Regions from separate parts of the Mus musculus genome. Here all the other regions are linked to region 6. The links are chromatin contacts, called in public ChIA-PET, HiChIP or PLAC-seq and promoter capture Hi-C maps. All regions are on one chromosome and are shown on one strand. The core of a region is the stretch at or near the end of the contact, and the rest is flanking DNA. Distances in the headings are between cores, read along the strand shown.

Evidence for each region. Promoter capture Hi-C pulls out the DNA fragments that hold promoters and counts their contacts. ChIA-PET counts read pairs in DNA pulled down with a chosen protein or histone mark. HiChIP or PLAC-seq counts read pairs in DNA pulled down with a chosen protein or histone mark.
Region 1: a promoter capture Hi-C map of pre-B cells shows a contact between it and region 6. The contact joins the enhancer-like site here to the promoter of Uchl5 in region 6. A contact is called at or near these places in 7 of 39 promoter capture datasets (the C10 cell line, the HPC-7 cell line, cranial neural crest and 4 more), 1 of 484 Hi-C or Micro-C datasets (B cells), 5 of 115 datasets of contacts at active chromatin or transcription factors (bone marrow-derived macrophages, embryonic basal ganglia, forebrain and 1 more) and 5 of 9 other capture datasets (adipose tissue, embryonic stem cells, liver and 2 more).
Region 2: a contact with region 6 is called in a promoter capture Hi-C map of the HPC-7 cell line. The contact joins the enhancer-like site here to the promoter of Uchl5 in region 6. A contact is called at or near these places in 5 of 39 promoter capture datasets (the C10 cell line, the HPC-7 cell line, liver and 1 more), 2 of 115 datasets of contacts at active chromatin or transcription factors (CD8 T cells and the SCID.adh cell line) and 3 of 9 other capture datasets (adipose tissue, liver and pancreatic islet).
Region 3: an H3K4me3 HiChIP or PLAC-seq map of bone marrow-derived macrophages shows a contact between it and region 6, with 2.4 times the contacts expected there. The contact joins the enhancer-like site here to the promoter of Uchl5 in region 6. A contact is called at or near these places in 3 of 39 promoter capture datasets (the C10 cell line, the HPC-7 cell line and pre-B cells), 1 of 15 datasets of contacts at CTCF or cohesin (large pre-B cells), 2 of 484 Hi-C or Micro-C datasets (CD8 T cells and bone marrow-derived macrophages), 9 of 115 datasets of contacts at active chromatin or transcription factors (the 230-238 cell line, DN3 thymocytes, the SCID.adh cell line and 5 more) and 3 of 9 other capture datasets (adipose tissue, liver and macrophages).
Region 4: a contact with region 6 is called in an H3K4me3 HiChIP or PLAC-seq map of bone marrow-derived macrophages, with 6 times the contacts expected there. The contact joins the enhancer-like site here to the promoter of Uchl5 in region 6. A contact is called at or near these places in 13 of 39 promoter capture datasets (3T3-L1-derived adipocytes, the C10 cell line, the HPC-7 cell line and 10 more), 1 of 15 datasets of contacts at CTCF or cohesin (large pre-B cells), 3 of 484 Hi-C or Micro-C datasets (B cells, bone marrow-derived macrophages and pre-B cells), 14 of 115 datasets of contacts at active chromatin or transcription factors (the 230-238 cell line, CD8 T cells, the HPC-7 cell line and 9 more) and 3 of 9 other capture datasets (adipose tissue, liver and pancreatic islet).
Region 5: an RNA polymerase II ChIA-PET map of memory CD8 T cells shows a contact between it and region 6, with 30 read pairs. The contact joins the enhancer-like site here to the promoter of Uchl5 in region 6. A contact is called at or near these places in 7 of 39 promoter capture datasets (3T3-L1-derived adipocytes, the C10 cell line, the HPC-7 cell line and 2 more), 1 of 15 datasets of contacts at CTCF or cohesin (large pre-B cells), 5 of 115 datasets of contacts at active chromatin or transcription factors (bone marrow-derived macrophages, memory CD8 T cells, microglia and 2 more) and 1 of 9 other capture datasets (pancreatic islet).
Region 7: an H3K4me3 HiChIP or PLAC-seq map of bone marrow-derived macrophages shows a contact between it and region 6, with 3 times the contacts expected there. The contact joins the enhancer-like site here to the promoter of Uchl5 in region 6. A contact is called at or near these places in 4 of 39 promoter capture datasets (the C10 cell line, hippocampal neurons, pre-B cells and 1 more), 2 of 115 datasets of contacts at active chromatin or transcription factors (the 230-238 cell line and bone marrow-derived macrophages) and 1 of 9 other capture datasets (liver).

What each region holds. Positions count from the first base shown.
Region 1 is chr1:144,165,986-144,168,869 of GRCm38.p6, reverse strand. It overlaps Rgs13 (regulator of G-protein signaling 13), which reads left to right. Exons shown (of 6, transcript NM_153171.4): 4 at 1,522-1,583. Among named protein-coding and RNA genes, the nearest start is that of Rgs13, 9.9 kb to the left of the region's middle. Within about 2 kb of position 1,614, at least 10 of the 459 cell types and tissues checked have an H3K27ac peak or open chromatin away from gene starts, as enhancers often do. A contact at or near this core is called in pre-B cells, where this site is marked.
Region 2 is chr1:144,084,338-144,087,429 of GRCm38.p6, reverse strand. Gm35356 (a long non-coding RNA gene) reads right to left here. Exons shown (of 4, transcript XR_387455.2): 2 at 1,420-1,516. Among named protein-coding and RNA genes, the nearest start is that of Gm35356, 5.2 kb to the right of the region's middle. Within about 2 kb of position 1,664, at least 59 of the 459 cell types and tissues checked have an H3K27ac peak or open chromatin away from gene starts, as enhancers often do. A contact at or near this core is called in the HPC-7 cell line, the SCID.adh cell line and pancreatic islet, where this site is marked.
Region 3 is chr1:144,237,744-144,240,743 of GRCm38.p6, reverse strand. No RefSeq gene overlaps it. Among named protein-coding and RNA genes, the nearest start is that of Rgs1, 9.9 kb to the left of the region's middle. Within about 2 kb of position 1,348, at least 23 of the 459 cell types and tissues checked have an H3K27ac peak or open chromatin away from gene starts, as enhancers often do. A contact at or near this core is called in CD8 T cells and bone marrow-derived macrophages, where this site is marked.
Region 4 is chr1:144,199,381-144,202,621 of GRCm38.p6, reverse strand. Gm35415 (a long non-coding RNA gene) reads right to left here. Exons shown (of 3, transcript XR_387456.2): 3 at 1,796-2,108. Among named protein-coding and RNA genes, the nearest start is that of Gm35415, 3.6 kb to the right of the region's middle. Within about 2 kb of position 1,916, at least 63 of the 459 cell types and tissues checked have an H3K27ac peak or open chromatin away from gene starts, as enhancers often do. A contact at or near this core is called in the 230-238 cell line, CD8 T cells, the HPC-7 cell line and 2 more, where this site is marked.
Region 5 is chr1:144,271,935-144,275,102 of GRCm38.p6, reverse strand. No RefSeq gene overlaps it. Among named protein-coding and RNA genes, the nearest start is that of Rgs1, 24 kb to the right of the region's middle. Within about 2 kb of position 1,897, at least 25 of the 459 cell types and tissues checked have an H3K27ac peak or open chromatin away from gene starts, as enhancers often do. A contact at or near this core is called in memory CD8 T cells, pro-B cells and thymic regulatory T cells, where this site is marked.
Region 6 is chr1:143,775,621-143,778,689 of GRCm38.p6, reverse strand. It overlaps Uchl5 (ubiquitin carboxyl-terminal esterase L5), which reads right to left and starts at 1,412. Exons shown (of 11, transcript NM_019562.2): 1 at 1,214-1,412. The coding sequence starts at 1,289. Ro60 (Ro60, Y RNA binding protein) reads left to right here and starts at 1,639. Exons shown (of 9, transcript NM_013835.2): 1 at 1,639-1,769.
Region 7 is chr1:144,138,495-144,141,456 of GRCm38.p6, reverse strand. It overlaps Rgs13 (regulator of G-protein signaling 13), which reads left to right. Exons shown (of 6, transcript NM_153171.4): 5 at 581-747; 6 at 1,774-2,790. The coding sequence ends at 1,956. Among named protein-coding and RNA genes, the nearest start is that of Rgs13, 37 kb to the left of the region's middle. Within about 2 kb of position 1,411, at least 17 of the 459 cell types and tissues checked have an H3K27ac peak or open chromatin away from gene starts, as enhancers often do. A contact at or near this core is called in bone marrow-derived macrophages, where this site is marked.

The sequences.
Region 1 (2,884 bases), core at 365-2,864, 390 kb before region 6:
TCTTTTTTTTTTTTTTAATTTTTTATTAGGTATTTAGCTCATTTACATTTCCAATGCTATACCAAAAGTCCCCCATACCCACCCACCCCCACTTCCCTACCCACCCACTCCCCCTTTTTGGCCCTGGCGTTCCCCTGTACTGGGGCATATAAAGTTTGCGTGTCCAATGGGCCTCTCTTTCCAGTGATGGCCAACTAGGCCATCTTTTGATACATATGCAGCTAGAGTCAAGAGCTCCGGGGTACTGGTTAGTAGTTCATAATGTTGTTCCACCTATAGGGTTGCAGATCCCTTTAGCTCCTTGGGTACTTTCTCTAGCTCCTCCATTGGGAGCCCTGTGATCCATCCATTAGCTGACTGTGAGCATCCACTTCTGTGTTTGCTAGGCCCCGGCATAGTCTCACAAGAGACAGCTACATCTGGGTCCTTTCGATAAAATCTTGCTAGTGTATGCAATGGTGTCAGCGTTTGGATGCTGATTATGGGGTGGATCCCCAGGTATGGCAGTCTCTACATGGTCCATCCGGGGATGACACACAGGAAGGAGCTGGATGCTGGTGATTATATTAGAGATCCCAATATAGGAAAATAAAGTTATTTCATGTAAGAAAGCAAGATCCCTTTCCAGTCACCTCATGAATCTTACCAACAGAAACTGAAATGAAGCATTCAAGCCAACCCCTTCAAGGACAGCTTTGTTCATTCTGTTAGGTCCAATGTCATCTGACCTTCAAAATTCAATTCCTAAGTACCTACACATCAAATAAGAAGCTGCAAACATAATAAACAAGACAGTATGTGAAAATATGCACATAAGCTTTGTAGATAATCTCTGTTTTCATTATGTGAGTGGGTGCATGTGTGACAGTGGTAGAAAAACATGAGGCAATCCTAGGGAGACAATGTGGGAGTCTGTGCCTGGAATGTTCAAAGTGTGTGCCTTCTATCAGTTTTCAGTCTGTTTCTGCTCCCCACAAAATTACCACAGCTACATTGCCATATAAGTCTGACCATATGTAGTATTCGTGGGGGAAAAATAAAAAATACTCAGAATTGTTTAGATTAACTAAATAAGTTCTGAAAGGCCCCTTGTAGAATTTCACACTGTCACCAAGATGTTCTATGTATGATTAGTTTGTAATTATAAGTTAAAGACTAAGATCACGGTAATCACATATAAAATGGGTACAAGGAGAACACAGACATGGACACTAAGCATGGAAAATATAATTTCTTGGTTAAAAACACAAACATATATATAACAAAAGCTACATCTATCACAATTCTAACAGGAAATAGGAAATGAGATTATACAACTATCTTTAATATTTATTTTATAATCTCAAGTATATACCTCTTATAGTTTTCACAGTTTAAAATTCAGTGAAAAATAAAACATAAAAGGTCAAAGGATAATGAGCAATGTAAATTATATTCTTCTCAATATAGCCTAAGTTTATTTCGTTCAGCAAAACTTTGATAGTTATTTAGCCCAATCAGTGCTTTTGTTTCTTTTCAAAGCCTTACTTTGGATGAAGTTTTAAAATGGGCCCAATCTTTGGAAAGTCTGATGGCTACAAAATGTGAGTATGATGTTCGCGTCATCTTTTAATGAGTGGCCTGTTTCACGTTCATAGCTGTGGGGGAGGGGTACCAGATGACAAGTGTGGCTCTGCTCGCTGCCTTCTAAATGGCAACTGACACAGTTAAAAAAGGAAAACCTGAAAATAGTTTGTCATGCCAACCACTGTTATTTTCTTTGGTGTTAATTAAAACAAGATTAGTCACTGTGGGTCTCTATTCTTCACAAGTATATGTATAAAACCCATTGGGAATATGCTTAAATAGTAACACATACTGAAATATACTGCCTTCCCATAACTTGCTAAAGTTAGTGCTTGGAAACTATTTTTAAAAAAAAAAGTTGCTGTTCTAAGTGCTGTCAAAACTAACAACCATTCGAGCCTCATTCTAAAACTGTGTGAAGCTCTTCAGTCTTTAATTCTAGTGGTTCGGGGTATAATGGCGCCAACATCCGAATCTAAGCAATACAAAGAAAAAGTCATAGCTATGTAGGCGAAAACATAACTTTAGAAGCTCAGTGCAGTTAATATAAAGAATGAGGGGTACTCGGGATAACTGTCTATTATATTTGGAACAAAAAAAAAGTGGTAGATGATAGAAAATGATAATAACAAGAAGACAAGTTTTTAAAAAGTAGAGGATACTCAAAATTCCACTGAACTTAGTTCCTTTCTCATAGTGTTAGCATCCCTATTAACTATCTGCTAATTCTTATCTATGAACTTACCTCCTTATTAGGGACTTTCCCATGTGAGGCTCTCCGCGAATAATGAATTGTTCAGATCTCCTGACTGTGAACAAGAGATAGCTGTAGTACTATGGTATTTAAATTAGTGGGTGTGCAGGGTTATTCTAGACACTACATCCTGTCACTCCTGGGGACCTCTGTGTTCCTAGGACACTACCTACTCTCACAGCCTCAGGAACATTCTTTAATACAACATCTGTTATTTCTGACTCACAAGGCAATGGTGGGGGGGTTGAAATTTAGACTCTTGGCTTTTTCTATTAGAGTCCCTTAGTCCCTCTAACTCAGACTCTGAGGCTCTGCTCCTCATGTTGTACATCTCCAGATCTGGGGCACCACCTAATCACCTATCTTGAGTTGTAAGCCACTCCATTGAAAATATGTGTGTCATAATTTCTTTCTTTCATTCATTTGAAAAGAAGTTTGAGCTATGCCTTTTACTTATCAAGTGTTACTCATAGTTCTCTGACATAACTTACCAGCATGGTTATGAATCTTTGCACTAAAATTTTGGTCACTTAAATGGAAGAACAGAAACTTGCCTGTTAGGTC
Region 2 (3,092 bases), core at 415-2,914, 310 kb before region 6:
TTCCTCTTTCACCACTGATTAAGTGTCATCTTAGTCCATATGAGTTTCATTATTCTTTTTCCCCTCCATAATCAATCCTATGACTATCTTCTCACACCATAAAGAGTGCTAACATAGCCTATGGTAAAATGTCAGGCTTAATTTTGCATGTATAACATGGCTTCCAGCTTATTTTTTTTATAAGATTCATAAGTGTATGAATAGGCGAGTCTCTGATTCTTATGCCTTCTTTTGGACTCTTTTCCTTCTGTTTGCTTAACTCTGATATGATAAATTGTTTTATCTTATTATGTTTTATCATGTTTATTTTATTATTATCCCCTTGAAGCCTATTTGTTTTTTGAAGACAAAAAAGGAGTGGAATTGGATGGGAGGGGAAAATAGGGGAGAACTGATCAGGATAATACACACACACATACACACACACACACACACACACACACACACACATTTATCCATACACTTCTTCTTGTCTTTTTTACATTTATGCCTGGTTATCTGCACTTATGTGCGTGTGTGTGTGTGTGTGTGTGTGTGTGTGTGTTGTTGTTGTGTGTGTGTGTCCTGAGGGGGAAAAAAAACTATTTCAACAAAAGGAAAAACAAATCCTTAGTTTCAACATGGCTTACTAAACTCTTTATAGTTAAAGAGTCTATAAATACCCACCCATAGGCATGCACTCTGTTTTTACCATGACATTTTAGAGCAGAAAGGAAATAATTTGATAAATATTTAATGAAACATGAGTTCCTAGAAAATCAGGCCTTTTCCTTAATAAGTCATAAAATGAATCAACAAATATGTAATTCTCATCAACACCACAGGACAAATTCCATCTTTGGGGCATGTCCTATCTTGAAGATCATCTACCTTAAAAATAAATAAATAAATAAATAAATAAACCTTCTTGGCAATTATATCTTCCAAATGCACCAAGATAGAGTATGTACTTAGAGTCTAAAAACTTTATATCCAAGGAACAAGTTTGTTGGAAACAAATCTTTTATGATCGTAGTTCTAAAAACAAAGGCTCTTGCAAGAATGTCTTACCAAAAACACATCATGCTGGCATGACTCAGCAAGCCACAAAGGTCATGCCACAAGCCACAGGGTATAGACATCATCCAGTATATTGTATTACTGGATGATGGTAGTGAGTGACATCATAGCAAATGTCTGGTGATGCCTGGATTATGGCAAGCCCCAAATGCCATACCCCAAAGGGGTAGAGTGTGTGTGTGTGTGTGTGTGTGTGTGTGTGTGTGTGTGTGTGTGTGTGTGTAAAAGAGAGAGGAGGTTATCTATGCGCTTTTTGAGACTAAAGGTTTTTTAAGTAAGTAGAGAGCTTATTTATTCAGGAACAGGTGTTCTGAGAACATTCTCTTCTGTTAGACTCTAATTGCTAGATGATGATCTTACCTCACTAATGTGAGGGCACTCCAGCTGTTGGTGCTGATTTCACAGCTAGTTCCTGGGCCTTGCACTTCCCAATATGCACAGCATTTTTGTTGGTCACCTGACAGAATTAATGAGTGTAGAAAAGACCCCTTGGTGAATACAAACATATACATTTGTGAAACAGCACTCTGACTTCCAGAGCCAGCGATGTTGTTTTGTTTGCTTATTTAATAATAGTGCATAACACTGTGGTCACAGAGGACCAGGAGCATGGCAAGGACTCAAGGAAGCATGCCAATCGAAGCCAGTGACACCGTGGTTAGGACACAGCACAGCTGGACTTAGTGCAAAGAACATCGTGGGACACTAGTTTCTGCTGTTATTGGCCTGATATTTCCTCTGCATTAATTTATATTCAACATCTAATATTTGGAGATAAATAAATAAAAGACAATGTAGTTTGAAGGGCTGATGAGAGAGGGAGGAAGTGAAGGAGGGAGGGAGGGAGGGAGGGAGGGAGGGAGGGGGGAGGAAACATCTATGTGTCCATTTTAATGACAATCACACAACTTTCATTTCCATCAGAAAAACAATGGGTTTCCTCCAAAATTACCTTTGGATACAGTACACAGAGGGCACTGTTATTATATTTCAGCTTTGCGTGCCGTGCCCAGTATACAAAAGTGGTTCGAGAACCTTCTAAAATTGAGGAGGTGAGTAAAAGAATAGAAAAATAGAATCTGTCTAATTGGATTAGTTCTGATTCAAAAGTTGCAATGCAAAGATAAAGGTAAAGAAGAAAGTAAGGAGAATGATGTTGACCAAGGAAAGTAAGGCCAAAGATAAAAGAGGGCGTTAGAGGCTAATGTCCAGTAGTGAGATAAACTGGATCTTGGTTTAGAAAAAGGCAGCTGGGTAAAACAATATGGGACATAAATGTGGACTGAGTATAGGACAATTCAAAACAACTGTCTTAGTGTTGAGGAGCTTGCTAACCATGCAAATACTCTCTAAGGCAGTAACCTTTCTTTCCAAGTACACATGATGGGTTTTGAGATGAAAATGGGGTGTTGAGTGTATTTGCTTCACATCTGCAATGCAAATTGCACAGAGCGCCTTGTGCAAGCTTTGTAAGCATAGGATCACTGAACTCCACCTCCAGCCCCACGGTTTATTTGTACGTGTCTTTCAGAAAGAAAGAAAATACGTCAAGAGGGGGCTGAAGATGACTGCTCAGTCTTTAAGAGCACCAGCTATTCTTCTAGAAAACCCGGGTTCAATTCCCAGCATCCATGAGGCAGCTCACAGTGCTGTCTGTAACTCCAATTCTGAGGAATCCTACACATATTTTTTTTTTTAAATGTCAAAAGGTCATGGTGTGCATGCAGCAAAGAGGATATTAGAAACAGAGGCACTTAACTAGTGCTAAAGTTACTTCATGATGCTGAAGGTCTGTTGTTGGTGTGGGTAACAGTACTCCTTTTCTTCATTTGAATCCATGGAGGAAAAAAAGAACATACTGAAACTGATACCAATATAATTTCTCTGAAGAACTTTTAAACATTTTTAACTTTATAATACACTAGAATCAAAAATCGAAATACTCAGTCTTGAGCAATAAAATGCAAGAGTGACTGCACTTCTGTCCCTGCTTGTAACATCTGTTCTCATCCAACCCTTAAAAATCATGCCCA
Region 3 (3,000 bases), core at 99-2,598, 460 kb before region 6:
GCATGGCACTGTCATCAAAACAGACATGTTAGTCAGTGGAGTAAAGTTAAACACCTATATATGAATCCATACTCTTACAGGTGACTGATTTTTTTCAAAGAGGCTAACAATAAGCATTGTAGAAAAAAGAGCATCTTTGACAAATCATGCTGGTCAAACTGGATAGCTGTGTGTAAAAGAATGAAACTAAATTCTTTACTCTCAGCCTGCACAAAACTCAACTCCTGGATAAAGGATCTTAACATAAGACTTTATATCCTAAAGCAAAATTGTTATTCAGCAACTAAGGAAAAATACACTATTAAATTCATAGGTAAATTGATGGAGATAGACAAAACTATTTGGAGTAAGGTAACCTAGACACAGAAAGAAAAACATCACATTTTTTTCTCAGTTCTGAATGTTAAACTTGAATCTTTAGATATGTAAGTCTCATTTGGAATACCAAGAGGCATCTGGAAACTAACAAGGGGCATGAAGGGGCATAGCTTCAAGAAAATGGATGTATAATTCAATGGTATACAGAGGAAGGGGAAAATTGTGCAATATGAAAGTGAATGGGGACAGGCATGGGTGAGTAGATGAGGGAATATGGGCAATGATAAGTAACAGTAAAGACCTTTTAGAAATGTCACATGACAACCTACTACTGTAAAAGCTACAGAAATAATGAGTTTAAGTGAAATTATCTCATAATGCCCCTACTAGACACCACAACCTAACAATAATCCCAGGAGTGGAGCTATAAAATGCTTCAGCAGTGAGAAGCACGGGCTGCTCTTAGTAGCGAACCTGAAATCAATTTTCAGCTCCTACATGGCAACCCACAGTTTATGGGACCACTGTGATCCCATAAACTCCTAAATATTATAGGCTATTGTTATTATTTAGCCTCCAGAACCTGAAGTAAAAGCCTATTTTTAAGATTCCATATACCTGAGTCATAGAACATGGATAAATCTAATGCTACTGGCCTGAAGTTTCATCCCTACTGGCTAGCTTTTATAGTGTTAGATGTTGTCTACGGTATCAGAGGAGAAGAGTAATCATAAATGTTACTGAGCTGTGAACCCTGCCAGCTTTTACAATTAGCTTGGCAAGATACACCCATTGATATTAGAGGACTACAAATGTTATAGGTGTAACAATCAATTTCTACTTGAACTTAAGGCCCAGTCTACATGAGGGCATTGTGATTTGAGTCAAACCCTATGGCTAGACAGGTCTTAGATTCTGGGGAAGAACCTACTACTGTTTTTCTGTAAAATGCCCACAGTGTTGCACGACCTCCTAATGACTCAACTCTCATCAGAGAAGCTTCTTTATTCAGTAAGTGATGACTAACACACATATTCCACAAGTGGGCATGGTCCACAAAATAAGACACTAGAATGCTCGGCCCTAAATGGGATATCTGTGTCACACACCCTCATCCAAAGGTTCAAGGATCATGGTAAAAATGGGGCAAAGAGAATGTATGAGTCAGAGGCAATGGTTGACTATATGAAAGCAGTGTTTTTCAGATACAGCAGTTATGACAACATGCACAAGACCTGAGCAATTTCAAGCCAGAAAAAAATCCCAGAATGGAATGGGAGGTAAACAGGAAGTCCTACTTCTAAGTGAGGTGCTGTTGACACGTGATAATTGCTGGGAGATGGAGAGTCCGTTTTCTTTAAGGGTGTGGCCTCTTAAAGACAACCATGCCAGTGGGCCAGATCAACAAATACAGTCATACAGCCAAGAGTACATTTGCAGCACAAGTTGAAAATGATAGGTTGGTTTGAATTGGTTTGGATTGGTTTGGTTGTTTTAAAGGGATACAAACCCAGATGGACAATGGATGGAGATGGGGAAAAAGTGTGTCTGTGTTTGAGAAGAAGGCTAGATATAATAAAAAAAAAAGTGTGAACTTCTTAAAAATATTTTAAAGGGCTGAAGAATAACACAAAAAAGAATTTGCAAAGCATCTTGCTTTTATATTACTACACATCTTCTATGATAGCTTGAATATATTTCACCTTTTCAAGTTGAATTATTAAACCAAAGGGGATTTTATTATACTTTAAAGTTGTTTATACATATTTACTTTCAAAACCCATCACTGGAAGTAGATTTAGCTAGGAATTTGAATCTAAGTCCCCCAAGATGCTTAAAGACACCATGCCTTAATTTGGATTCTTACTACTTAGGGAAGACCTATGATGCAACCTAGATGGCTCAAACGCAATATAAAAATGTCAAGAGACTAAAGCAATTTGTAGTAGGCAATGGTTCCAAGTTTAAAAGCACAAATCAAAGATATAAAACGAAGCTAAAATCTAAGTTACATATCAAGAGATAGGCAATACAGCTACCAAAGACAACTCACAATCATATCAGCACTGGGCAGGAGAGGCATTCTGGTGGATGCAATGGTGTAGCAGAAGTTACTTCTACAGTAGGCTCTGCCCCGAGCCTGAGAGTAAGCCTCTGCTACACCTCAGCAGATAATGGAATATTATAATATGCACAGTTAATAATATTTTTAAATGAAGAATTGTTGTAGTCAATTTCTCTGTTGTCACATCATTTAGTCCAATCACCTTATAACTTCTTTATTTATGCAGAGAGCAAGAGAATCATAATTTCTTAAGATTTGCATATTTTCTTTCCTCCCAAATGATCTGTTGTTTATCTGGTGAAAGTGAAAAAGTGAAAAGTCTGTGGTTTAAGTTTACACCAATATGACCTCATCACATTCTGTACCACTTCAGTTCTGAAACACTCTGCTTCAATTGACCAGTATATGATTACATTCCTAGACCACTATTTTGCTTAAATCTAGCCATTCACTTAAGGTTTACAGTTATTCACTGTAAACATATAATAAGTAAAGCATGTTCCCTCATTAATAATTGAAAAATATATTGTTTATGATTTATATTTAGCAGAATTATTAGAATAATTAAAATGATTATGGATGTAGCAAGAAATACCAAGGTACAGTGAAGAACCACA
Region 4 (3,241 bases), core at 667-3,166, 420 kb before region 6:
CTACCGATTTTATCCCCTTGAAGTCTGTATCTTGCACCACACAACAGTCAGAATCCCAGCCTCTTGCTATGGGTTCCATATTATTCATTCCACTCTCTTCTCATGTCTCTTTCTGTTGCTCAATTTTAGTAGCTGCACCTCTCACATTCAAAGCCAAATGGAGCGTCATGTCTGAGTTTAAGATCTAGTTCACCAAGAACAGTCTAGGCTTCCCAGTGTTTCATCTTTGCACAACAGCAGATATAGCTACTATAACATGTACGAGATAAACTATAGCATTAATATATAACATCATTATGTTTTGCCCTTCTCTATTCCCCAAAGTGTGTGACAACTTTATATATATATATATGTATATATATATATATATATATATATGTGTGTGTGTGTCCAATTAAATATATATATATATGTGTGTGTGTGTGTGTGTGTGTGTGTGTGTGTGTATACATATATATGTGTGTGTGTGTGTGTGTGTGTGTGTGTGTGTGTCCAATTAAAATATATTTTAATGGATATTTTCTTTATTTATATTTCAAATTTTATCCCCATTCCTGGTTTCCCCTCCGAAGAAAAACACCCTCCCCCTAACCCCTGCTCACCAACCTACCCACTCCTGCTTCCTGGTCCTGGCATTCCCCCACACTGGGGCATAGAGCCTTCACAGGACCAAAGGCCTCTCCTCCCATTGATGTCCAACTAGGCCATCCTCTGTTCTTAACAACTTTGCAGTTATACAACAAATATTTGACTTCAACATGAATTGATACCTTAACATTCTAAACATCAAAATAGGAAAATTTGAAAATGTTTTCATATGACAAATTATAAAATTTTAGACCATAAATTTAAACCAACTAGGTATAGATTAAGGGAGGGGTAGAAGACAGAATCAAATGCATTTACTTAATGACAAAAAAGTGCAGAAAAATCTTGGTCTCCAAAGTTTTTGGTCTTCTACTTGCAATCATGTTTTCAACAGACATTCTATTCTGCTTTTGATATATTTTAGAAAATGGACAATAAATAAACTAAAGATAGATTGTAAAGAGTCAGGCGAATACTGTGTGATGGTAGCAGGTCTGGGGTGATTTTTTACTTCTCCTTCAACTGGATATAATGCTTATTTTAACACATGATGTTATAGTTTTTGTGTACATTATAAATAACAGTTTCAAAATGATCAAATTTCTACAAACAATTTTAGCTATTATTTTTATTGAAGATGTAAAAAGTTATGTTTTTAGTTTATCAAGTTAATAGAAAGTAACTATCGTCACAATACAGAAGAAAATAAGATGGGCAAGTTTTATTTCCACAATAAACAGCTTTATCAAAGTACGGTTTTCTGAGATAATCCAACACATATAATTAATTTTGAGATTTGTTTCATTTCTATAACATACAGACCACAAAGAAAGAGACCTAGATAAGGTTTTCTAATGGTTACCATCTTTATTTCAGAACACTGTCCCAAGCCTTTGTGACTAAAATATTAAATTGACTCTGAATTCCACCAATAGCTATGTGACCTAAGATCAATCTTTTAACCACTCTGAGTTTATTTCATCAGATAGTACATAATAATAAGTATATTTTCCTCTTCAATATATTCTGAAAATGTATTAAGTAATACAACTTACAAATAATGAAATTGTTTATAAAGTTTAGCCATTATTTTATGAATAAATATGACCAACTAAGAATAAAGTCATTCAAGAATACATTGATTCAATTTGAAAAGTGTCATTAATATCAGATGACTTCCTCCAGCCTTGGTTACTAATGAATGGCTAAACTTGTTGCTGTAAATAAATGGGCACTAGGACATTTCTTTAAAATATAACACACATGTGGATCAAGATTAGACTTCTTCCGCTTTGTGGTCTCACATGACTGACCACAGCAACTATTTTTAGTCAGTGTCTGCTTTTTAGTGACACCCAGCTCCACATGTCAGAGTCATCATCCTTATGATGATATAGAGTCGTGTGACAATCTTGTCATATCCTTTCTGTCCAATTCTTTATGATTCCAACATGAACTTCTACTATGGCAGTATTGAAAGCAGCAGAGTGAGATGGGCATAGACTTTTCACCCCTTAATTCTACAAAAATAAAAAGGAGGCAGTCAGCTGTCTTGACATAACTTACTTAGCTAATAAACACGGGGTGGTTCCAAAGAGGACTTCTGTAACGATAACACATTTACATGGTTTTTAACTCCAAGTCAATCAATGGATTAAGAATGAACAGCAGTTTAAATAGTAAATTGTTGTCTCTGATAACAATGCACAGGGGTTTGTGCTCTCTGCCACTCGGATGCTTACAAAACTGAGGGAAAAGTATGTTCAAATTTAGATGAATATGGGTTTGGCTGGAGTGGCGAAAATATCAATATACTGTAGCCATTTGAATGTCATATAATGTCCCCAACCTGAAATCAGACATTTCTAAGTTCAAATTCCAACCATGCAATTTCAAAGCATATGACCCTGAACAGCTTAATAAATTTGTATTACTGGGATAAACAGGCCTTAATAAGACTAAAGATAAAATGCGGGAATGATGAGAGAATCATAAATTAGCAAAAAGTACTAAATTGAAAAGCAACAAAGGTTAAAGGCAAAGACTATAAAGGTAAAGAGGTTTACAAAGAATGTTGAGAAAAAGTCTCTCTGGTGGCATAAGGAACATGGTGGTACCTATGATCTATACTACATAAGACAGTGCCTTACCTGTCTCCAAAGAATATGGAAAAATCGTTGCTAGAAACTGTGCAGCTGTGCATGAAATATGTGATCTCAGCATGAACTATTTTTTAATTTTAAGTACTTCAAAATAGAACTGGGAGATGACACAAAGGGTCAAGATGTTTCCTGCTAAGCTTGATAACTTAAGCTGAAGAGAGTGCAAACTTCCTCAAGATGTCCTCTGGCCTCTGAACACAGACCATGATAAGCCTTTATGCATGCACACATATACACATACAAATACATACATTCATGTATATATACATATACATATACATATACATATACATATACATATACATATACATATACATATACATATACATACATACACACACACAATACTCCAAATAAAAAAGCCATCTGGTACCTTTTTTTCTAAGTCCAGTTAACTGTAACCTCAAGAAAGTGAAGAGATGAGCTTTCTGTCCTTTAACCAGCTAGAGCTGGTAGCACAAGATGAGTATTAGAAAGTCAGTAGCTTTTTG
Region 5 (3,168 bases), core at 648-3,147, 500 kb before region 6:
CTTCCTTCCTTTCTTTCTTTCTTTCCTTCTTTTTTTTTTTTTGCTTTTTTTATTGGATGTTTTCTTCATTTACATTTCAAATGCTATCCCAAAACTGTAGTTCCTATTCTTTTTCCTAAGTTTTTTCATTCCCAGGATTGCCTCAGTTTATAATTTCTTTATTCCTTCTATTTGCTTTTTCAGGTCTTGGACAGTTTTATTAATATCCTTCACCTGTTTGGTTGTATTTTCCTGCATTTCTTTATGTTTATTTGATTCCTCTTTTAATGCCTCTACCTGTTTTTTCCCTGTGTTTCTTTACAGGATTTATTCATTTCTTCTTTAAAGGCCTCTATCATCTTATAAATTTGGATTTAAAATCGTCTTGTTATGTTTCAGTTTCATTAGGATATCCAGGGTTTACTGTAACAAGATAGCTGGGCTCTGGTTGTGCCATACTGTCCTTGGCCTTGTTGATTGTGTTCTTACACTGTCCTTTAGTCAGCTGGGTTTCTATGATGTTGGCTGGATGATCCTGATAACAGCAGGACTTCTTGGGAAGATAGGGGGATCCTTGGGCTAGACAATGGAGGTCAGGGTTAGACTCTGCTGGTTGTTCCTCAGGCACATCCCACTGTCGAAATATTGGTTGAGCAATGTTCCAAGCTGGGTTTTTTTGGGGTCCCCACAGGCCTCCATGGGGGAGCAAGATGTTCTATGGGTCCCACAAGGTTTCTTGAGATCAAAGAGCAAGCCCAGAGCTAGACTGTGGAGTTCATGGGACCCTGTGCAACTCACCTAGGCTGACTGTGTCACAGGAAGACATGACTGGGATAGGATTGGTGGAGTAGGGTTCCAAACTGGTTAGTCTTGGGCCCCCCTCAGGGTTTCCATGGGGCTTGTTGTGAACTCTTCCGAGGGAAAAAATCCTGTAAAAAATGTAATTGTAGGAATTATTGCTGTCTTTACTCATTTGCTGAATATTTATAGGAATTAAACTCTAGTACTTACAAAATTACTATGTCTGAAGATTTAATTCATGTTCCATGTAAAATGGAGTTGAAGACTCTGAGACTGTATACAAAGGGAATCAATATTTAAGAAATAAATAATAAATATTTAAGCCAATGTACTTTTTATGAATTATTAGATATGTGGCCTTAAGCAATTTTTAAAGAAATTTGAGTTTAAATATATCATGATGAAGCTAATACATAAAAAATATTTAAGACCTAGAATATATATATATATATATATATATATATATATATATATATATATATATGTCATATGTTTTCAATATAAATTTCCGTATTTTTTCTGTGAAGTTCTCTCTCTCTCTCTCTCTCTCTCTCTCTCTCTCTCTCTATCTCCTTTCTTTCTCTCTTTCTCTCTCTCTTAATTGGGAACTGAATCAGGCCCTTGCACATTCTAGGCAAGCATTCCATCAGATCTACTTCCATCCCTTCCTTTCAGGGTGTTTAAGTGATGCATATGTCTAAAGTGTAATATAAATGAAGGGAATTATTTTAAGGTATTTTGGAATGATATCTATAAAGAAAAGAATAAATCATATGCCATAATTACATGTATCAACACATCAGCATTAATATACTAAAAAATACCAATTTAAAATCATATCAACACACATGCCTTAGAAGTTTAATAAATATGGGTGTCTTCTTATATATGTGTTTTAAATATATCACATGAAAAATAATCAACCATTAATTCCTGGAAATGGCTACTCTGCTAGACAGGCTTCCTGTACAGCTATTTTTTGTGTCCGTCTGATCTTTTTCTTTCTTTCTTCTTCTTCTTTTTTTTTTAAGCGATTTCCTGCACTACAAACAAACTGACACAGGATGCTCATGAAAGAGTAGTTCATTTTCATTTCACATGGGCAAGCTGAACATCAGAAAGCCCCTAGATTTCACAGAACTACAGTTAACTGTCTTTCTCATGGAAAGCCCCAGGGTGCTTAGGATTCTCATAACTACCCTGGAATCCCATGGTTAAAGCTGGCTTCCTGCTTCTCTCACAGCTCACTGCCATCAAGGTCTTTCATTTTCTCATTTGCACAAAACACTGTTTTGGTAAATGATTTTGACATGTTAGCATTAAAATACAACAGTATAAATCAGGCTTAAAGCAGTATATGAAAAAAGAATTGAAATCCAAAAGGTACAGTGGTTTTAATCACAAGTGTTTGATGAAGTCTACAACCTAGGATTTGTTTGTTTGTTTGTTTGTTTGTTTGTTTGTTTTGCTTGGTTGGTTGGTTGGTTGGTTGGTTTTGGGTTTTTTGGTTTTTTTTTTTTTGGGGGGGGGGGCAGGATTTTTCTGTATAACACTGGCTGTCCTGGAACTCACTCTGTAGACCAGACTGGCCACTCAGAAATCCGCCTGCCTCTGCCTCCCAAGTGCTGGGATTGAGCAACCTAGGATTCTTGAAGGATAGCAAACTCTCATTCTAATTGAACTGAAAGAACTCAAATTCCTGATTTATACTTTAAAATTAGATAAAGGAATATACAAACTGTTAAAAAGTAAGAATTTTCTGTAATGATCAAAATCACAAAAATTTATGAGGGCTTGGATATAGCTCTGTGGTTTAGCACAAAGCCCTGGGTTTGAGGCTGCCCCTGCACACACACACACACACACACACACACACACACAGAGAGAGAGAGAGAGAGAGAGAGAGAGAGAGAGAGAGAGAGAACTTTTAAAAAGTATTGAGTAAAAGATAGCAGTTGATTAAAAGATAGGAGAAAAACATGTGTGTGCGCACGCAAGCACACACGTGAACATTCATATATGGATGCAAGTATATGTATGCCATGGCATGCTTATATGAAGGTCATAAAATAACTTCAGATGTCAGATTTTGTCTTATTTGAGACAAGTTCCCTTAGCATTTATGCTGCTTGTTTGAAGCTCACAAGCTTCCACAGGTTCTCCTAAAGGATGTGAGATTAGTCCTAAAGACACAATGAAAACCGTAAATCTGAAAGATGTCAAGTGGGAGAGTGTGGTTGTTAATACTGATTGTCAACTTGACAGGGAAGATATTCACGTGGGAGACAATCCTCTGAATATGTCTGTGAGATATCTGATTCAGATGAAAAGACCTACACTAACAATGGGTACCACCATCTCATAGACCAGGATCCTGGACTAAATCCA
Region 6 (3,069 bases), core at 163-2,662:
AATATGGTATCTGATTTGGCGTGGCTTTACCTTTTTACCTAAGATCTCTACACTGCCTGCCTATTCATTACACCATATTTTAGTTACTTTGCTGGCTGCTCCATAAGCTACCTTTAGGTAACCACACTAGATCATGCTTCCTTTTGCCCAGCTCCTCTGTGATCTACACAGTTAAAACAATTTCTGTATACTCTTAAACGTAAACCAACATGTTATTCTAGATTGACTCTCAGTTCTTCAGACCAGCATTCCGATTATTCACATTAAAATTTCCAACTCCGTAACTGTATGCCCGAAGTACAGTTGAACATATGTTACGCAATGCTCGAAATATTCAGCCATGTACAGTACACAAAATCTACATTAAGGTTTGCTATATTTTGGGTACACATTTTAACAAAACAGTTAAAAACAATATCTTAGAAAAAATCAAAATGAAAATGGAGGGAAAAAAAAACTCCCCCAAAACGTTGGGAACACGAGGAAGGATAAACTGTCCTATTGGTTGAGTAGTACGGAAGGAAATAAAGTCAGAGAGAAATTCAGAGCTAAGCATGTGGCCTCTGAGCAAAAGCACTACCTCGAGAAAACTCAACTTCACAGGAAGTCAAAAAAGGAGGGAGTAAAAGAATTGCGGGAAGTAGAGTGCAGACCCGCGTAGACGGTTATCTGTGGAGGTCCGGAAGAGGTGCCCACATACGAAAGGTGAAAGTTCTGCTTTTGGGAAACTAGAATCTCGAGTTTCTGGGCGGCTGGAGCCTCAGACACCACCCGGGGAAACACACGCCCTAGACCGGCTGCTCCGCAGGACCGACAGCCTGAGCGATGCACCTGACCACACTGGAGACAGGGAGGCTCCGCAGGGAAGGGACAGTGGAAAGGACAAGAGAAGCGCGGAGGAGATGATGAGGGAGGGAGACAGGGAAGGAGGACGCTCGAGGCAATTCAAGTGTCCGAGTCCCAAGTCCGGAGAACACAGCAGTGCACAGGCAGAGGGACTCCTTCCCCTCGTGGTGTGGCTCCCAAGATCACTGCGGAGACGCGGCCGCCCCGGGCCGAGGACGCGGCAGAAGCCCTACTTTCCACACACGCCGACTCCAGTCCCTGAAGTCACTTCTCCGACGCCGGGCGTCGGTGGCGGCAGGTGACCGCCTGGCCCAACGCGGGCCTCCTCCCGGAACCCCCGGCCCAGGACGGTCCCCCTGGTGCTCACCGAATCCTTTAATGAGCTCGGTGAAGACCCCGGGGTCGCTTTCCATGAGACACCACTCCCCGGCATTGCTCGACATGGTCCCCGACCACACACACACCGCCCCGCTTCCACCTCGCGCTCTCCGGAGCCCCGCAGCACAAGCTGCCACCGGCCGCAGACCTCAGCAAAACCCGCCGCCGAGCGTCAACCCCACGTCACCCCGCCTACTTCCCGACAGCCTCCGGGCGCCGTCACCTGCCGCGCGCCGGAGCACAGAAGGACGCTCTAGCCACCCGGGAGACGTCGAAACGCCTCTCCTGCCTCTCAGGATCCGTAGCGCCCTCTGCCGGGCCGGAGAAGTAGCGGGGCCTCGGAGCGCCGGAGGGAGGCACATCCGGGACCCTTGGCACCCCAGAGCTGGGGCGGGGCGATGGAAGGGGCGGGGCTCGAGACGGGGCGGGGCGGGGCTCGCTCCGACCCGAACCTGGAGCTGTCCTCGCCCTTTCGGGCCGCCTCCTATTCCTGGTGCGACGCAGGCTTTCTGTAGGCGCCGCGGGTCCTGAGCATCACCTTCCAGGTAAAGGTGGGTCACTGCAGGCCTGCTGCGGGCCGGGGAACCGCGTTTTGGGCAGTCCCAGCGATCCTGGGCACTTGAGGGCTGGCCGGTGCGCACTCTCTTCCAGCCGCATCCCAGCGTCAGAGGCCAGGCAAAGCCTTCGCCGCCTCTGTGCTCCGGCACCCGCCGGAGGAGAGCATGGACCGACTTCGCATCTGAACATTTCGAACCTGGCCTAGTTGCTCCGGGAGGATGGAATCTTGGGGAACTCAGGTCAACTCTCCCACTTGCAAAGCTCCTGGCGAGCGAACGTGCCAAGGCCCCTTTTCACTCTTTTCTCTCTTCCTGCGGCTTTGGCATAGAGGCGTTGTCTCGGATACCGGTTTGGGAAGGAGCTTTGTGGGAAGACCGAAAGGAAATTATCTTAGAGGAATAATAATCAAGGAAGGGAGAAAGATTTCTCGTCCAAGGGATGAGAGACTCATGTATCGGGATGAAGTGCCTTACGGAAAAATGCGCACCATCCCTCTCCCGCCACCCCTCCCCCCTTAATAGTGCATTATTTTAAAAACACTTGAAATGGTTTTGATGAATAGAACAAAAAATAGCTATTTGTAATTAATACTTATCATTCTTCGGAGGTGGTTTTATTCATCATTTCATAAAAGTATGTTCCAAGGAAGGCTTTTGGCTTCCACAGGAAAAATTTTTGCTCAGAGCATCCTACCATGGTGACATCTTGCCACAGTTCCTCAATACTTTTCATTGCATCGCCCTTAATGGAGTTGATATTTTCATTACCTTTGTGTATGGCATATCCATTTGAACCTGGGATCCTGGCTTTGTAAAGTATTATAGCTTCATTACTGTAAAATTAGCCTTGGCTTTTATTTTTAAAGAAACTGCGTATTTGCTTGACTTCTCAGGGTGAAAAAAAAAAAGTTAGCCTTTCCAAATTACATGAAATATTGGCTTAATGTTTGTGTAAATTGAAGGAAAACATGGTAATCTTTGTACTAGTAATGGTACGACGTATATAGATTGTAGTCCAGAAGATCTTGAAGCAGAAGTGTTATTACATCAGTGTCTTGCTATCTGGTTTACATTCTGCATTAAGAGAATGGACAACATATGGATCAACACATCACTGCTTGGCCTTATGTCGAAGAACAAGTGTAAAATGCTCCAAATGTTGCCATAGTTCTAACAGTTAAAGGCTCTAAAGCTTTAATTTATAGAGATGTTAGAAAACTTCAAGTGGTATAAATTCGGGAGACTGTTGTTGTGTTTAAAGAGGTCAGAACAACTCAAAGAAGAATTC
Region 7 (2,962 bases), core at 162-2,661, 360 kb before region 6:
AATTCTATCCCAGGTGGTTCCTGTTAGACCTTCTGTGTTTGCATTCCTCTGTTTTATGTAAGAATCCAGAAACCTCTTTGTACCTTTCGAGTGTGTCACCCAACTTCCTTATTGTCTTCTGTATAAAAAGTCTGATGCTCGATTTGACATTACATTCAGATACTACACAACCTCTCCTGTGTGCATCTGTCTGTCAATTCATCTGACGCTTTGCACACCCGCGACTAGAGACCCGTTCCACGCAGACAAAGGGGCCCAGAGGGTCTGTGGCACCTCTCTTTCCACTGATGGCTGACTAGGCCATCTTTCTTATGACATCTTGTGGCCTTTCTGTCACAGGTACATCTAAACTGACAAATAATTTCCACTGAGTGACTCAGAACAAAGGGGTAACTTCACCAACTCATGGCATCCTTGAACATGCTTCAGATGTACAGAGACCTGAGAGTGTGGACCTTAGAGAGTATCCAGTTGTTCTGTATCTTTAGAGCTCTTCTTTGGGCTTCTGTATTAAACTGTATGAATTGTTGTTTAAATTCTGTTAACCCATAAAAACAATCACATTTTTTTCTACTTTTAGATGGCCCAATAGTGTACACAGCATATTTAAAATTGGAGCACAGTGATGAGAACATTAAATTCTGGATGGCATGTGAAACCTACAAGAAAATTGCTTCACGAAGGGGCAGAATTTCTAGGGCAAAAAAGCTTTACAATATCTACATCCAGCCACAGTCTCCTAGAGAGGTAACAATGGGACATGGCAGTTGGGGCATCACTTGGAAGACACTATTAACTTGAAGACCATTACATGCTAATCATAGTCCATTCCCAATATCTCCTAAAATTATATAAATTAAGAATTACCATTGTTATTTTTCAGTCACAAAACCTATGAAATCCCCCTGTGTGGTAGAGTCATCAAGTAGTAACCATAGAATTCAAAGGTGAGCTGTTTAGTCCACAATCCTCTACCCAATAGCCTATCTTACTGGCCTGAACAGTTAAAAAGAGCAAAGGGGTTGTGGAAAGAATTCTCGGGCATCATAAACTTGAAATGCCATGAATGAGCACCCCAGTGAGGTTGGTCCTCTGAGTCATTTCACGTTAGCATAATCCAGCCACCACAGCTGACATCCAAGTTGCCGTTACTACTCTCACACTGCCTAACCCCAAGGCTCCTGACAGAGAGACTTCCCAAACTTACAATTCATGTTAAATGCAAGGGTGGAGGATAGCACAGGAGATATCTATTTCTCAGCATAACCCTATATTATTCAACGATTCCCAAAAACCCTTCTGGAAATTTTTAGTTTTCTGAGATAACCACTTCTCCCCTCTATGTCTTCACTTCTCCTCATTTGCTTCCTATTTCAGGACTTGGTTGGCTAACACAGCATTTGTGACTACTAAGTAGAGTAAATTTTAAAACAGCCACCAACTTCCTTTTTTTCTTTAAAGAAGATCCCTCCAGTCCATAGACTTCCATGTTTGCAGACTACCACTAGCAAACCACTGGCATGTCCCAAGGAAGCAGAGGTTTCTAGAGTTCCCTGGTCACAGACTTCATGCTTTCATTCTTTCCCTGGGTGCTAATTATAGATTTTTACTTTTAAAAAGAGTGAGGACTTCATTTCTTAAAAGTCTTTTTAAATACCTCTGGAAAATTGAGCCTAAACTATCCTGTTACTCTGAGAAAGAGGGTAGTAGATGAAAGCATTCCATTGCGGGCATAGGCATTTGTTGTGCTTAACCTACAATTTTATTTTTCAGATTAACATCGACAGTACAACACGGGAAGCTATCATCAAAAGCATTCGTGAACCCACTCAAACATGCTTTGAAGAAGCTCAGAAGATTGTATACATGCACATGGAAATGGATTCTTACCCCAGATTTTTAAAGTCTGAAATGTACCAACAACTCCTGAAAACTGTTCAATCCCAAAGCTCTTGATTACTACACAGAAGTTTAAATGGAAGATGGCATGTTGCAAGTGCTAATGGAATTTAGAAAAAGACACAAGATGAGAATGAAGGGAGAAAGGAAACAGAAACCAAGTCCTGAGTTGATCTCTAGTTCCCAAGGGAAAGTCATTCCAAACCTAAAAAGCTCCCAGATGCTGTGACACAATTTATAGCATCCTTACAGAGAGGAATTAACAGAGAAGAAAAAAATCAGCTTCCTCTTATCATATAAGCACTATAACATTTTTGCTATAGTAGGCAACTAATGATATTTTTCATTAAAAAAATTGGCAGTCATAGCACAAATAACGGGTTTTGAAACCATTGCTCCATGAATTTTGTCTTTATATATTCTATAGATATGCTCAGAATATCTTGAATTAGTATATAAACATATAAGTCATATTATAATTTGTTGAATTTTAACATAATCAGTATATATTAATCATAGTGTATTAATATGATATTAAGAAGAAATTTAGCTATAAAATTTTCCCAGCAGCATGTCCATGATTGACCTTAGAAGGTCACTTAACCTATATCACATACGTCTTCTACATGTTAAATCTTTGGGATAATTGTAAGCTTTTAAGATATGTGGATTTTTTTTACATTTACAATGTCATTGGACTATAAAATTGGTCTTTTATTGAGATTAATTTCTTCATAATATGGACTCACCATAGTGTTGGAAATCAATCAGTAGAAACTAAAAGCTGTGTGCATATTTTTCAAAGACACCTTATTGTACCTTACTATGAACATTTCAAAAGGCCCAAAGTTTGCAAAAGTGAAAAAAATAAAATAAAGCAGTTTAACTTGCTTGTTTGATGTCACCCACTGTCACTTAAACTTTAAAAGAATTTAGACTCAACCCTCAGATCTGGAGTTCTGGAGGACCAACAAAACATACACAGACACAAAATTTGAACTGTTACCTTTTGTACTGTAAAAAATGTCAAGTGTGCCTTGACATTTTTATTCTGTAAAAAATG